Linked DNA regions of Ovis aries: region 2 is linked to region 1. The links are chromatin contacts, called in public Hi-C maps. All regions are on one chromosome and are shown on one strand. The core of a region is the stretch at or near the end of the contact, and the rest is flanking DNA. Distances in the headings are between cores, read along the strand shown.

Region 1 (6,525 bases), core at 2,992-5,491:
CATCTAAAGCAGGGATATGAACCCCGTGGCCTTTTGGGGTGGGCAAAGAGCTCAGTAATGCCCAGGTGGTCGTGGTTTAGTCGCTTAGTCATTTCTGCCTCTTGCAACCCCATGGATTATAACCCACCAGGCTTCTCCGTCCATGAGATTTTCCAGGCAAGAATACTGTAGTGGGTAGCCATTTCCTTCTCCAGAGGATCTTCCCAACCCAGGGGTTGAACCCATGTCTCCTGCATTGCAGACTGATGGATGTTTTTTGGCCAAAATATAGGCACAGGAGTACCAGGTTACTTTTTTGTTTGTTTTTTAAAAGAAGTAAGATATCTAGATTTCTTTTGTGTATATGCGAAATCTATTTTTAAACAGTGGCAGCTGATTAACAAACAAATGAACCCAAAACAAGAAATCTTTCTACTGGTCACTGAGAGAGTGGTCACCCCTGGTGCAGGGCGGCTGTGGCTGGTGCTTTGCTTTCCAAGTGGCAGAGCTGGTCCTTTGAAGGGCACTGCCCTTGTGAACAGTTAGCTAGTGGCTGGAAGGAGTCGTACTCAACTTACATCAAGAATGGATCCCCCTTGAAAGGTGAGGGACCCCAGTCAGATGACTTGCATTGAGCAGACCAAGTGTTTCAGATTGTATATATTCAACTGTGCTTAATAATTTTTCTGCTTTCCTCTCGGATTTCACACAAATCTAATTTAAAAACATGCTTTGCACAGTACTTTGAATATTGTTTCCCTTCTCACTGTGATTATGTGTGAAACAAACAACAACAAAAATGAAACAAAACCCCTGGTTTTGTACTGGCTGATGTTCAGCCTTCTTCTCAGCACCAAGGAATGAGCTGTTAGATTTCTATGTAATTCATCCAATTTCCTTAATTGCTCTTTTTTTTTTTTTTCAAATTCTCATCTCTGATTTTTTACCCCCAAATCCACAAGGTGTAATGGGATTAGATTTCAAAGAGAAAATGAGTTACATATTTACTTCTTTCCTTCATCATTAAGTATATGAAAATATAATTATATATAACACACACTGGAGCTTCCCTAGTGGCTTAGTGGTAAAGAATTCACCCGCAATGCAAGAGATGGGAGTTTGATCCCCGGGTTGAGAAGAGCCCCTGGAAAAGGAAATGGCAACGCACTCCAGTATTCCTGGAAAATCCCATGGACAGAGGAGCCTTGTGGCTATAGTCCTTGGGTTTGCAAAAGAATTGGACACAACTTAGTAACTAAGCAGCAACAACAATAACACAAAATTTAAAAATCAAATGTATCAAATTACATAATTATTTGTAATTTGCATCAAATTACATAATTGTATAAAATACATTGTGGTTGATTTTTGCATCTTTTTGTCAATAATGATTTTAAATGTTGCTATAATAATGCTTGATTGTGTTTGAAAAGTGGTAACATTCTCTTTGAATGATCCTTGATCTCAAGTGGAAAAGCATCATGGTATTCACAATGCACCAGCCTCAGCCCTTCACATGTATTCAATAGGGCATGGCAACCCACTCCAGTATTCTTGCCTGGAGAATCCCCACGGACAGAGGAATCTGGTGGGCTACAGTCCTTGGGGTTGCAAAGAGTTGGACGTGACTGAGCAACTAAGTACAGCACAGCACAGATATTTTTTAGTTGACTAGATGAGGAAATAATGATAAGAAATGTTAGATATGATTATGTTTCAGGATAGGTTGCAATACTTTTCCTTTTAGAAGTTAAAGGTAGGAATGTATAATTTATCATTGGGGTTCTTTTAGATGGACAACTGACTCTGGAGATTAGATCAAGTGCTGGTTGATCCATCATCCAGCCAGTAATTCTGGCTCAGCCTTCTTCATTTTTGCCATATCAATGTATCTGAACTCAATATTTTTCTTTAAATCAGCTCTCTATTTTATTCGTTTATATCACCTCTATGAATGAAAAGCTCGAATCATCAACACACATAAACACAATATTATTGAATTTCTAGTTAATGTTTCTCACATTCCTGAAGCTGGAGACTTGTTAGGGAGATTACAGAGAATTAGAAATAGCAAAGACTTTTTTCCATCAAAGTAAGAGTTTTCTTGATAGACTTAAGAGGATTGAAGGAGAATTAAAAGAAAATAACTTTCTGTATTATTGAAGATAGAGCAAATCTGTGTGCCAGCAGAGCTTGTCTGTCCTTGGGAAATTCTGAGTTAGTCCAACTTCCTCATCTTAACAGATGGGCAGAGGGAGGCAAAGAGCACCCCAGTTGAGGACATGGGACTCAACCCCACCCCCAGCCTTCCCACTCCAGCTTGGAAAGGTGAAGCCTATTTTCTGTAGTTTGCCCACTAAAGATGGATGGCTACAGGAAACAGGAAAGGAAACAGAAGGCTGGGGGAAAAACGGGGGTAAAGGTAGGGAAGTGCGAAGCCTCTGAGGCAATGATCCCAGCAGGGGTGTAGATGGAGAGTTTAGGCAGCTATCAGAAGTCACCATCTGTTATCCTGTCCCAGCCCCACCTTTACAGATGAGGCAACACAGAGCCAGAGAAGGGAATTGACTTGCCCAAGGTCTCAGGGCTTCTCAGCGGCAGAGGCAGTCACAGCCCCCATCTCTGCCTTCCAAGCCTGCAGTCTTTTCTTTATTAAGCTATACTTTTAGTTAGCATTTTATTTTTAAAAAATTTTTCTTTTGGCCAAGCTGTGCTGCATTCAGGATCCTAGTTCCCTGACCAGGGATCTAACTCATGCCCCCTGCACTGAAAGCGCAACACCTTAATCACTGGACCACCAGGGAAAGCCTCAAGCCTTCATTCTTTCTATGGCATCACTGCAGTTTTCCAGCTCTGATATCCCTGACTGCTAGTAACATTCTGAGCGACACTCATATTCTATAAGTAGGAGGGCTATGGTTTTAAAAATTTATGATTACTGTTACTTTGCACCAGCAAGAATCCCATCATTATCCCTGTACCAGCTGCCCTCAGAGTGTTGCCTGGGGCTGGTGACTCATCCCCTCAATGCCCAGCACGAGAAGGCAGTGCCCCCTGGAGCGGGTCTGCTGGCTGATCCCCCTTCCTGGCCTCCGCAGGCACTCACCGCAAAGCGCTTCCCGCAGCCCTCGTTGCCACAGCACCCGCAGCAGTCATTGTTCTTCAGGCCCAAGAACACCAGGGCAGGAAAGATCATCTACAAGCAAAAGAAACACCGTGTAGGCTGGCACGTGAAGGGGGCGCCCCGTGCCTGCCTGCCTGTGTGACGAGCCACATCTCCAACCCGGGACTTGGGGGCCAACAGCTAATGGAGTCTGGCTGGTGGGTGGATGAGTGTTATGGAATATTTAGGTTCTATTTGGCCTAACTGCAAATCCAATGAGGCAATATACCAAGATCTGACACTGAGTTTCCATTTACATGGTGGGTTAGGAGAAGGACAAAAAATTTGTCCTCGATTGTCATGAAACATGAGTTTTTCTCTCTCTAAACCAGAAGTTCCTAGTCTATGTTGGAAATAAGGGATAAAGAAATCATTACCAAAGAATTGGAAGAGGAATTCACTGACACCTGTTTCTCGTGGTAGTTTTCAATGAATTTACTAGAAAAAATATATTCACACTCCCCGACCCCCCACAACCCCGCACCCTATCATTGTCTTCTTAAAATAAATTCTGTAGCACTCAGCTTGGTTCAGGGAAGTGCACTGCCCCATGGGAGCTGCCAGCCTAAGTCTGGGGATTCCTTGGTGGGTCCCTATGAGGAAGGGAAAAAATTGAGGCACTTAACGTTTCATCATGCAGTTCTTGGGCTTTTGTTAGCAACTAAATCTCTTCCTGTTCAGTAAGTACCCAATTTTAAAAAGATAGGATGAAAATCTTTAGGGGGAGATGTTAAGGTTTCCTTACTCACCAAGACTCCGTTTCCTAATATTCCTCCAAAATACCAGACCTCGTCGGAAAGGTGGTCATTGTTGTCTATCACTTTTCCTCCAGGGAAAAATAGCAGGATGTTAGCGAGGAGGCCAAACACAGACAGGGGGATGAGGGTGCCCCCCAGGCACTTGGCACAGCTCCCAGTGCACATGCTGGGGATATGGGATGTCGGTGTGTGATCAAGCCCCCTTCCTCGCAGGCTCTCTTCAAAGTTATCGGCTGCAGAGTTGTAACAATTGTCCCCAAATCAATTCTTATTTTGGAGCCAAGAAGCAAAATCAGCCTGTGAGCTGTGTCCTGGGAGTTGCTTCAGCTTCTCAAATGCAACAGAACCTCAACGGCTATGGTCATTTATATTCTCCCTGACCTGAAGCTCTTTTTTTCCCTCCCTGCACCCTCATAAATAAGATTACGTTCATTGCAATCATTTTGCCATGGAGACCAATAACCTCTGTTAATAATCCACCAGCACAGACAAGACACTCAACCTTGTTGCGATCGAACTTAGGGCTGGAACAAACAGCATCTGGGCCTACGGCACCTTTAATCTGACAATGGCCTGCCCAAATCAAGAAATATTTTCCCCAGGCTCTTTATAAATCACAGTAAAATTGAGTTACATCCTAGCTAAAATCGTGTCTCCTAAGTACTTAATGGTCTACAGTGCATGTCTTTGCCTTTTCCGCTGAAAGCCTGGAATGCAAAAGAGTTATTTGAAAGAGCTTCTGTTTTCCTCAATAGGAAAATAGCAGTCTGATGGTCTAGTTGGGTATTTTTGAGCTCGGGCCCACAGGAATTTTTTAAAGGACGAAATCAGGGTGATTATTTATTTTGTTGTCTGCTATTCCATTAGGTTCTATTTTCTTCCCTACCTGGCATGATAGAATTAGCAAGAACCATTCCCAATCAACTTGTTCAGCTATATCTTCTATGCAGGAATAAAAAGCTCCATCTTTGAAAAAGGTAAGGAGAAAGGGAGGTTGGTATTGGGTGGAAGAGAGGAAAAACATTGATGAGGGGATTGGAGGTAGCTTGGACAAAGTTAAAAGAGCAGTTAGAAAGTGTAAGAGGAGGTAAGATGGACCTTTATTGAGAATTTTGCCAAGTGTCTGGGGCAGCATTCGGTTACTAGTATGCTTTGTGTCACTTTAAGGAAGCTTCTGCCATGCCTAGACCAAGCCCGACGTCATGCAGTGACCGTCCCTGCTGGGTACTGGTGTTGCTTAACAGCTGAAGGACTGTGGGATGAAAAGGGAGCCTGCTAGCCCTTTGTTGAGAGCCTAGAGGTTAAGAGAAAGATAGCAGGTAGAATTTCACAGACAGTCAACTTGTAGCTAAATAAAAAGCAAGTAACACTGTAACGTGGTAAGACCTGTCCTGCCATGAAGTTGGCCGCTTGTTCCCAGGGAAGCAGTGGGCTACAATCTGCCGTGGGTCAGGGACCCTTGACCAGGGAAGCTGTGGTTAGTTGATTCCAGAGAAGTCAGATCGGTTGGGTGCTGAGTTTTCTTCTGAAGATTCTATGAAACGTGCATTCGTCGCTCTATAAGGATACTTTCTGAGATCTCAGCATTGGGGCAAGAAGGAAAACAAATATTTATTGAGCATGTGTGATGTACTAAGCTTGAACTGTGACAATGTCATGTCCTTTCTACTGGGGAAGGCCCTAGGACTCAGAGAGATTAAGTACATATCATAAGGTCATCCCAACATAATAAGACAAGGAACCAAGACTTTAAAACAAGATTCTTTGTCACCCATGCCTGGGCTATGCTCTCCCTAATAGATTTTCTTCTTTAGAAATTTAAAAAGTGGTCTCTTTTCAATATAAACAATAGAATGATACCGTGTGTGAATTGTATGGGTACAGCAGGACATACTTCTTTCTGAACAACCATGAACTATTGTGATTTTTTTTCTTATTACAAAATAATATGGGGTTTTTTTTTTTTTTCGGTAGAAAAGTCAGTTATACAGATTAGCAGAAGGAAGAAAAACCAGCCATGTTCCTACCACCAGCAGATAAGGACTGTTATCACTTTGCTGGCTGTTGCTTTTCAACACTGAGCAGGTGCAAATGAGCTTTCTTTGAAACCCACCAGCTTTGACAAGGAGTTCTGAAAGTGCCAGGAGGAAGTCCAAAGTTCTCAGGATTTAAGAATGGAGTTGATCTTTGTAGATGCCATCTTGGAGCTAGGCAGCTCCCCTTTGGAGCCTGGGCAGTTTTTTCTTTCTTCAGAGACTTTTGCCCCTAGAAGTTACTCAAGAAATTTGAATAACATTGGTTAACACAGCCCTGATGCCCTAGACTTTTCAGACTAGTAACAGGGGTTATGATCACTAAGTGAACAGGTGAAAGTAGAAGATAGCATGGACCACAGTTGAGGTTTCTTCTGTGATTTTTAAAAAGATGTGGTACATGAGGAACTATGAGGTCATTTATATCCTGTATGCAGAAAGGGAAATGCTGTGGGATAGTCACCCTTCTGGAATGCCCTGATTTCAGACACTTTGAGGGTGATTAACTCATTTATTGTTCAACAATTCATTGTGCCTTTAGACCTGCAAGCAGGAAGTGGCAATCTAATCTGGGGAAAGGGGAGGTGAGGGG
Region 2 (6,525 bases), core at 1,845-4,344, 80 kb after region 1:
GGCATCACCGACTCAATGGACATGAGTTTGGGTGAACTCCAAGAGTTGATGGTGGACAGGGAGCCCTGGCTTGCTGCAGTCCATGGGGTCACAAAGAATCGGACACGACTGAGAAAATGAACTGAACTGAACTGAAATTTGGAGATACTAAGACTCACTTGAGGCCCTTACCCCACAGTTAAAGTACATTGAATGGAATGCTCACTTTAAAAAAATGCCTGAGAGAGACCCTGGGAAATTGAACAATTTTCTGTAATTTCTTAAGTGTTAAGTGATTCTCCTAAAACTAACACACTTGTTAGTCAACTATACTCCAATATAAAATAAAAAGTTTTAAAAAACAAACTGATTCAAATATTTTGGAATGATAGACTGATTTGAGGATAATCCTACCATCATAATTAAATGAATTTAAATAATCTGAACTTACATTAGGTTTACATTCATTTGGGCCTTTGTTATCTGAGATTATTCTACATCTCAAAAATACTATAAATATACAAAGACATACATATATTAAAACACATATATATGTATACTTATTAATATATAAATGTACATATATACATATATAAGTTTACATATATAGATACATATATATATATACACACACATATAATCTTAGAGGAAATACTTCTGAGATCAAAGAATTATAGACATGACCATATAAAATGATTTGGAGGTTGTCATTATTATAGGTAGTCCAACAAAATAATATTAACTTTTAGGTAATACTCAAGTGTAGGAAATGGTGGTGTGTACTAAAGACTAAAGATAGATCTTAAATAAGTTCTTAAATTTTAACTTTTATGAAAAAGTCAAAGGAAAAGGACAAATAAAATCATTAGTACATTGAGACGATGTCAAGGGAGGAAAACCAGTTGATTAAACATTAAGAGTCTTTCCTTCCAAGTCTTAAACATTAAGAGTCTCATCTTCCAGGATGAGCCCACTGATGAACATAAGTATTTCTTGATGGTGTGTTAGAATTTTCAAAAACTTAGTTATTTTCATGTTAGGGGAAATCAGAGTCTGATGGAACTGGCTTGTACTAACCAAATTTATAACAGCCTGATTAATGACCAGGTTGCTGATTAAGTAATTTGAAGTGAAAAAAAAAAAAATAGACCTAGTAAGGAGTCTAGAATATTTATGTTCTCAGGTCAATGTTTTCTCTCACTTGTGCAAAAGTGCGGGGAATTTGAGTTACTGTTTTAAGGTGCTTGGTGATAACAAATTCAGAATAAAAGAGGCTAGATCATCTTAATGAAAAGTATCACTAATTATAAAGAATCAACTGAAGTAGAAATGATTTGGATAAAATGTATATTTTTTTTTCCAGAGGCTCAGACTGTATATTCTCAATGGAATTTTAAAAATTCTTTTTAATACATTTTGGTGATATTGCTCCAGTCCCCACAGAAAAATTCACCTCTAATTTATGTTAAAGATCATTTGTCACTGATTTATTCGCTAGTGGTGGTTTATTCGCTAAGTCGTGTCTGACTTATTCGCTAAGTCGACTTATTCGCTAAGTCCTGTCTGACTCTTGCAACCCCTTGGACTGTAGCACACCGGGCTCCTCTGTCCATGGGATTTTCCAGAATACTGAAGTTGTGTTGTTATTTCCTCTGGACCCAGGAACTGAATCCCAGTCTCCTGCATTGCAGGTGGACTCCTGCATTGCAGGCGGATTCTTTACCAACTGAGCAATGATAGGACTTTGCTATAAAAAAAATTAGATTCAGCCCACACCAAAATTCAAACCAAAATAATTGGCGCTAGCAAATGAGTCAGGGCTTCTCTCCTAGCTCAGTTGGTAAAGAATCCACCTGCAGTGCTGGAGACCTGCTTTCGGTCTCTGGATCAGGAAGGTCCCCTGGAGAAGGAAATGGCAACCCACTCAGGTATTCTTGCCTGGAAAATCCCATGGACAGAGGAGCTCAGTGGGCTACAGTCCACAGGGTCTCAAGAGTCAGACACGACTCAGCAACTAAACCACTGCCTATCAGTACAATTGAGAGAGGTTTCCCTCATAATATTTTTCTTTATCATTTACCTCATAATATTTTTCTATCAATTTCCACTTCTTTCTTTAAACGTTGTTATCTATTTCCCCTGCCGATGACCTTTACCTTTATGTCATTTGGATCATTATGCCACAGACTGAATGCTTTGCAAATGCTGAAACACTGCACTTTTATGCAGTTGCAACGTGTTAGTTCCATTTTGCTGGCACTTACCACTAAAACCCTTGACTAACAAACAAGTTGAGAAACAAAGGATGAAATTTCTGCCTTATGGATCCCCCTCAGTGTTCTTCATTGTAAGAATCAAGTTGGGGGAGATACTCAACAAACTGTACTCCCCACATTTTCTGTGGACAGAATTTAAGAGTTCAGTGTCATGCACTATTAGATATATTAGGAACAAGATAGCACATTCTTCCTTTCAATCTTCATATCGTTAGCATTCATCTAGTGTCTGATGGAGAAAAAGTGTCAGGAGGTAATGGTCCTTAGATTTCTCACATTTCTAAACATCTTCCATGTATGGGCATTGACTGCCTTTGTTCTGGAGTATTTTTTCAGGGAGGATGATAAAGTAAACTACCTTAGAGGGAGGAAATATCTCCTTCAACCGCAAAAAGCCACCATGCTTGCTATTCAGTATAAAAGACCTGGTTCCTGAAGCTCAGAGTTCTCTCAAATGCTGACGCTAGCTACTGCTACAGCTCTAAGTAATAAAGTCTTTTGTTTCTGACCCAGGAATATCACCACTTGTGCCAGCATCTATGAAACTGGCAAGCTAATTCATTAACTTGAAAGTAGGACAGAATCTCCTGCCCGTCACAGTTCCTGAGAGTAAGTGTTCAAAAAAAAAAAAAAAATCTGTTGAATGAATGAATTCAAAAAAATGTTTAGGGGGTCTTATCATTCTTCTGAATAATGAACAGTTACCCAGAGAAAGAACCCAAGAACTTCTCTTTGCAAGGAGCTATTTCACAATATATTTTCATCAAAGTACCAGTGTGTGTTAGTCAGCCTGTGTTTATTTTAGATATCAGTGTTGACTTTAAAATGTTGGCAGCAGTGTGTTTGGACTTGGCTAAGCATTGAGTTGTACGATGGGAACCGTATGTTTATTTTAGCATTACCTAGTCATATAGGAACTTCAGACCTTCGATAGTTTTGCTTCTGCATCAGTGACCCTAATGGACAAAGCCCCAGTTTTGGTACACAGCTGAAATTCTATTCTCTTTCTAAAAATAATTATTTATCTTAAAAACAATGCTTTCACTTGGAACGCAGAATGCCAACTTAGATGTTTATTTTTCCCTCTGCTCCGTTTTAGAACACCTGACGAATCTGAGCCTAGAAGCTCTTTACCAAAGGGAAGTGACCTAGTCTCTCTGTGTGGCAGATGGCCAAGCTGCCACCTGTTCCCCCTCCCCTCCGCCGCCCACCCCAGTGAATCATGGCTCTGAGTCTGAGAAGAGTGCTGGTGCCAGGCAGCTGGGGATCCAGGAAGAGAAAGAAATGCTTCCCAAAGATAGACAGGTAATTTAAGGTCAATCGTCATGCATAACTATCTTAAAAACTGCCTGGCATGTCAGGAAGGAGAAAGTACTGGCACCCAAGAGACATAGATTTTCTCCTAGATTCGTCACACTTTCTGCGATCCTGGGCAAGTCATTTGCTCTCTCTGGGTTTTAGTTTTCCCAGTTGTCAAATGGTAACAATACCTGCTTTGCCTATACGTAATACTGTTTCATGCATCAAATGAAATAGCTCAGGCTTAACTGGTGGTTCAGTGGTGAAGAATCCGCCTGTCAGTGGAGAAGACATGGGTTCCAGCCCCGGTCCAGGGAAGATTCCACATGCTGCGGAGCAACTAAGCTGGTGGGCAACAACTAACAAGCCTGTGCCCTAGAGCCCAGAAGCTGCAATCAGAGAAGACACTGCAATGAAAACCCCGTGCACTGCAGCTAGAGAGTAGCCCCTGATTGCTGCAACAGAAGAAAGGTCACACAGCAATGAAGAACCAGCATGACCAAAAATAAATAAAATTATTTTAAAAAATAAAGTAGCTCAGTTCAGTTAAGTTCACTTCAGTCGCTCAGTCATGTCTGACTCTTTGCGACCCCATGGACTGCAGCATGCCTGGCCTCCCTGTCTATCACCAACTCCCAGAGCCTACCCAAACTCATGGTGGGTGGGTGATGCCATCTAACCATCTCATCCTCTGTCATCCCCTCCTCCTCCTGCCCTCAATCTTTCCCAGCATCAGGGTCTTTTCCAATGAGTCAGTTCTTCGCATCAGGTGGCCAAAGGATTGGAGTTTCAGCTTCAACATCAGTCCTTTCAATGAATATTCAGGACTGATTTCCTTTAGGATGGACTAGTTGCATCTCCTTTCAGTCCAAGGGACTCTCAAGAGTCTTCTCCAACACCACAGTTCAAAAGCATCAATTCTTCAGCACTCAACTTTCTCTACAGTCCAACTTTCACATCCATCCATGACTACTGGAAAAACTTTGACTAGACGGACCTTTGTTGGCAAAGTAATGTCTCTCCTTTTTAATATGCTGTTTAGGTTGGTCATGACTTTTCTTTCAAGGAGTAAGTGTCTTTTAATATCATGGCAAGTCTAGTAAATAAATGTAGCAATCGTATTACCCTTTTCTCAACCTTTCAGTGTTAAAGTTAGAAAGGCTTTGAAGACCCTGGTGGCTCAGTCAGTAAAGAATCTGCCTGCAATGTGGGAGATCTGGGTTTGATCCCTGGGTTGGAAGATCCCATGGAGAAGGAAATGGCAACCCACTCCAGTATTCTTGCCTGGAGATTTCCATAGACAGAGGAGCCTGGTGGGCTATAGTCCATGCGGTAACAAAGAGTCGGACACAACTGAGGACTAAGCAGAGAAGGCCTTTAGGAAAGTTTACACAAATGGAGGCATTATTAGTATGGAATATATCCACCATATTCCTTTTGAGTTTTTGCTTCACTTTTTTTGCACTGAACAAAAAAATATTACTCTAAGGAAACAAATACAGTTGGGAATACCATGTACACATAATTGAAATATTTAAATCCTGGCAAAACCAACTTGCTTTGGGGGGCACTTTTTATGTGATAAGCTGGATCAAGGTAATCAAAACTAAAACAGAATCAAATAATCAAATCAGCATTTAATAAAGATACAGAAGTTATGATTTCATTCTGACTCATTAGATGTTCTTAAAGGAGTTATCAATTAACTTTGACACAATTTGCCCCAATAAGACCCTGAACAGGATAAAGAGTGCTAATAGCTTGTTGATTTCTGTCATGAATCACCTTCCTGGGTGGTGTAGAAAGACTTTCCATGATTCTTAGAGAAGAGGAACTGATTACACAGGATCTTTGTGGTACCAAGTCACTATAATAAAAAATTGTATGTTTTGACATGGAATGGGAGAAAAGAATTAATATTCATATTTTTAGTTCTCACTGTATGGTATAACAATATAATACTAAGACTAGTTTTCAGGGAAATATGGAATAAAATTCATAAATATGTGCTGATAGAGGTGTTCATAAAATTGACAGATGGGATAAATATTTCTTTTTTATAACTTAAAAACATGCAGAAATTAATATGCTTCATTTGGATTTTAACAAACACTCCTAAATGTGGTATATTTGTCCTAATATAAAAATGCAATGTTACTGAGCAAAACAGAGATGAAACAACCTCTAGAAAAGCATTTTTTAAACTTCACATTTCATCTTTAGGCTCATCTGTAAATGGGTTATTGTCATTTTACAGTGCTTCCTTAATAAACTGTAATCACCAGTTTCATGTTCTTATGAGATAATCCTTTTAATAATGGATCTATGACTTGACTATAAGATAAAGTGGTGAATTATTTACGTATAGATATATTATCTCTAGTTGTGATTCATTTGTAACTTTCTGTTGAAGGATATCTTTATAGTACTGAGTCTGCCATATGTGTTTCAAGATATGATGATTTCCTAAAACACTCAGTAAATAACAGCGTCTCTATTGTGAATTTTAATTCTACTTTAAATATATACTACGTATTTTGGACACAAGACTCTTAAAGCAATCACCTTGTTAATCACTCATGTGTTTTCATAAAAGACAAATATCCTAGTTTTTGCTATTAAAAAAAAAACCCAGCAAATGTTTTTGAGCAGATACAACTGGAGAATATCCTCATTGGCAGTCAGATTAAGCTAGCTGAAAAGGTGCAGGAAGAACAACAACAATAAATAACCATGTGTTTTCCTGCCTAATTTAATGCTTATTGCTTCATCTATAACATAATACCAATATTAGTAAAATAAATTTTAGGACAAGCTAGAGTACATAGCAACCATCTCTCCAGATGAATCTGAGTTTAAATTTTCACTAATTCACTTTCATTTATTTCCATAAATTTAACATGAATGTGGAATACCTTTGTTTTTTCCTGTTGTACAGGTGAAGCTTCTAAATATCTTCATAATGAAAAAA

Evidence for each region. A called contact is a pair of places that touch in the nucleus more often than the background predicts.
Region 2: a Hi-C map of liver shows a contact between it and region 1, with 5 times the contacts expected there. The contact joins the enhancer-like site here to the promoter of TM4SF4 in region 1. A contact is called at or near these places in 4 of 16 Hi-C or Micro-C datasets (liver, mixed tissues, skin fibroblasts and 1 more).

The regions. Positions count from the first base shown.
Region 1 is chr1:239,408,801-239,415,325 of ARS-UI_Ramb_v3.0, forward strand. TM4SF4 (transmembrane 4 L six family member 4) reads right to left here and starts at 4,242. Exons shown (of 5, transcript XM_004003264.6): 1 at 3,892-4,242; 2 at 3,086-3,175. The coding sequence starts at 4,065. It overlaps LOC132657349 (a long non-coding RNA gene), which reads left to right and starts at 4,421. Exons shown (of 2, transcript XR_009595357.1): 1 at 4,421-4,877.
Region 2 is chr1:239,489,932-239,496,456 of ARS-UI_Ramb_v3.0, forward strand. No RefSeq gene overlaps it. Among named protein-coding and RNA genes, the nearest start is that of TRNAC-GCA, 7.4 kb to the left of the region's middle. Within about 2 kb of position 3,095, at least 13 of the 54 cell types and tissues checked have an H3K27ac peak or open chromatin away from gene starts, as enhancers often do. A contact at or near this core is called in liver, where this site is marked.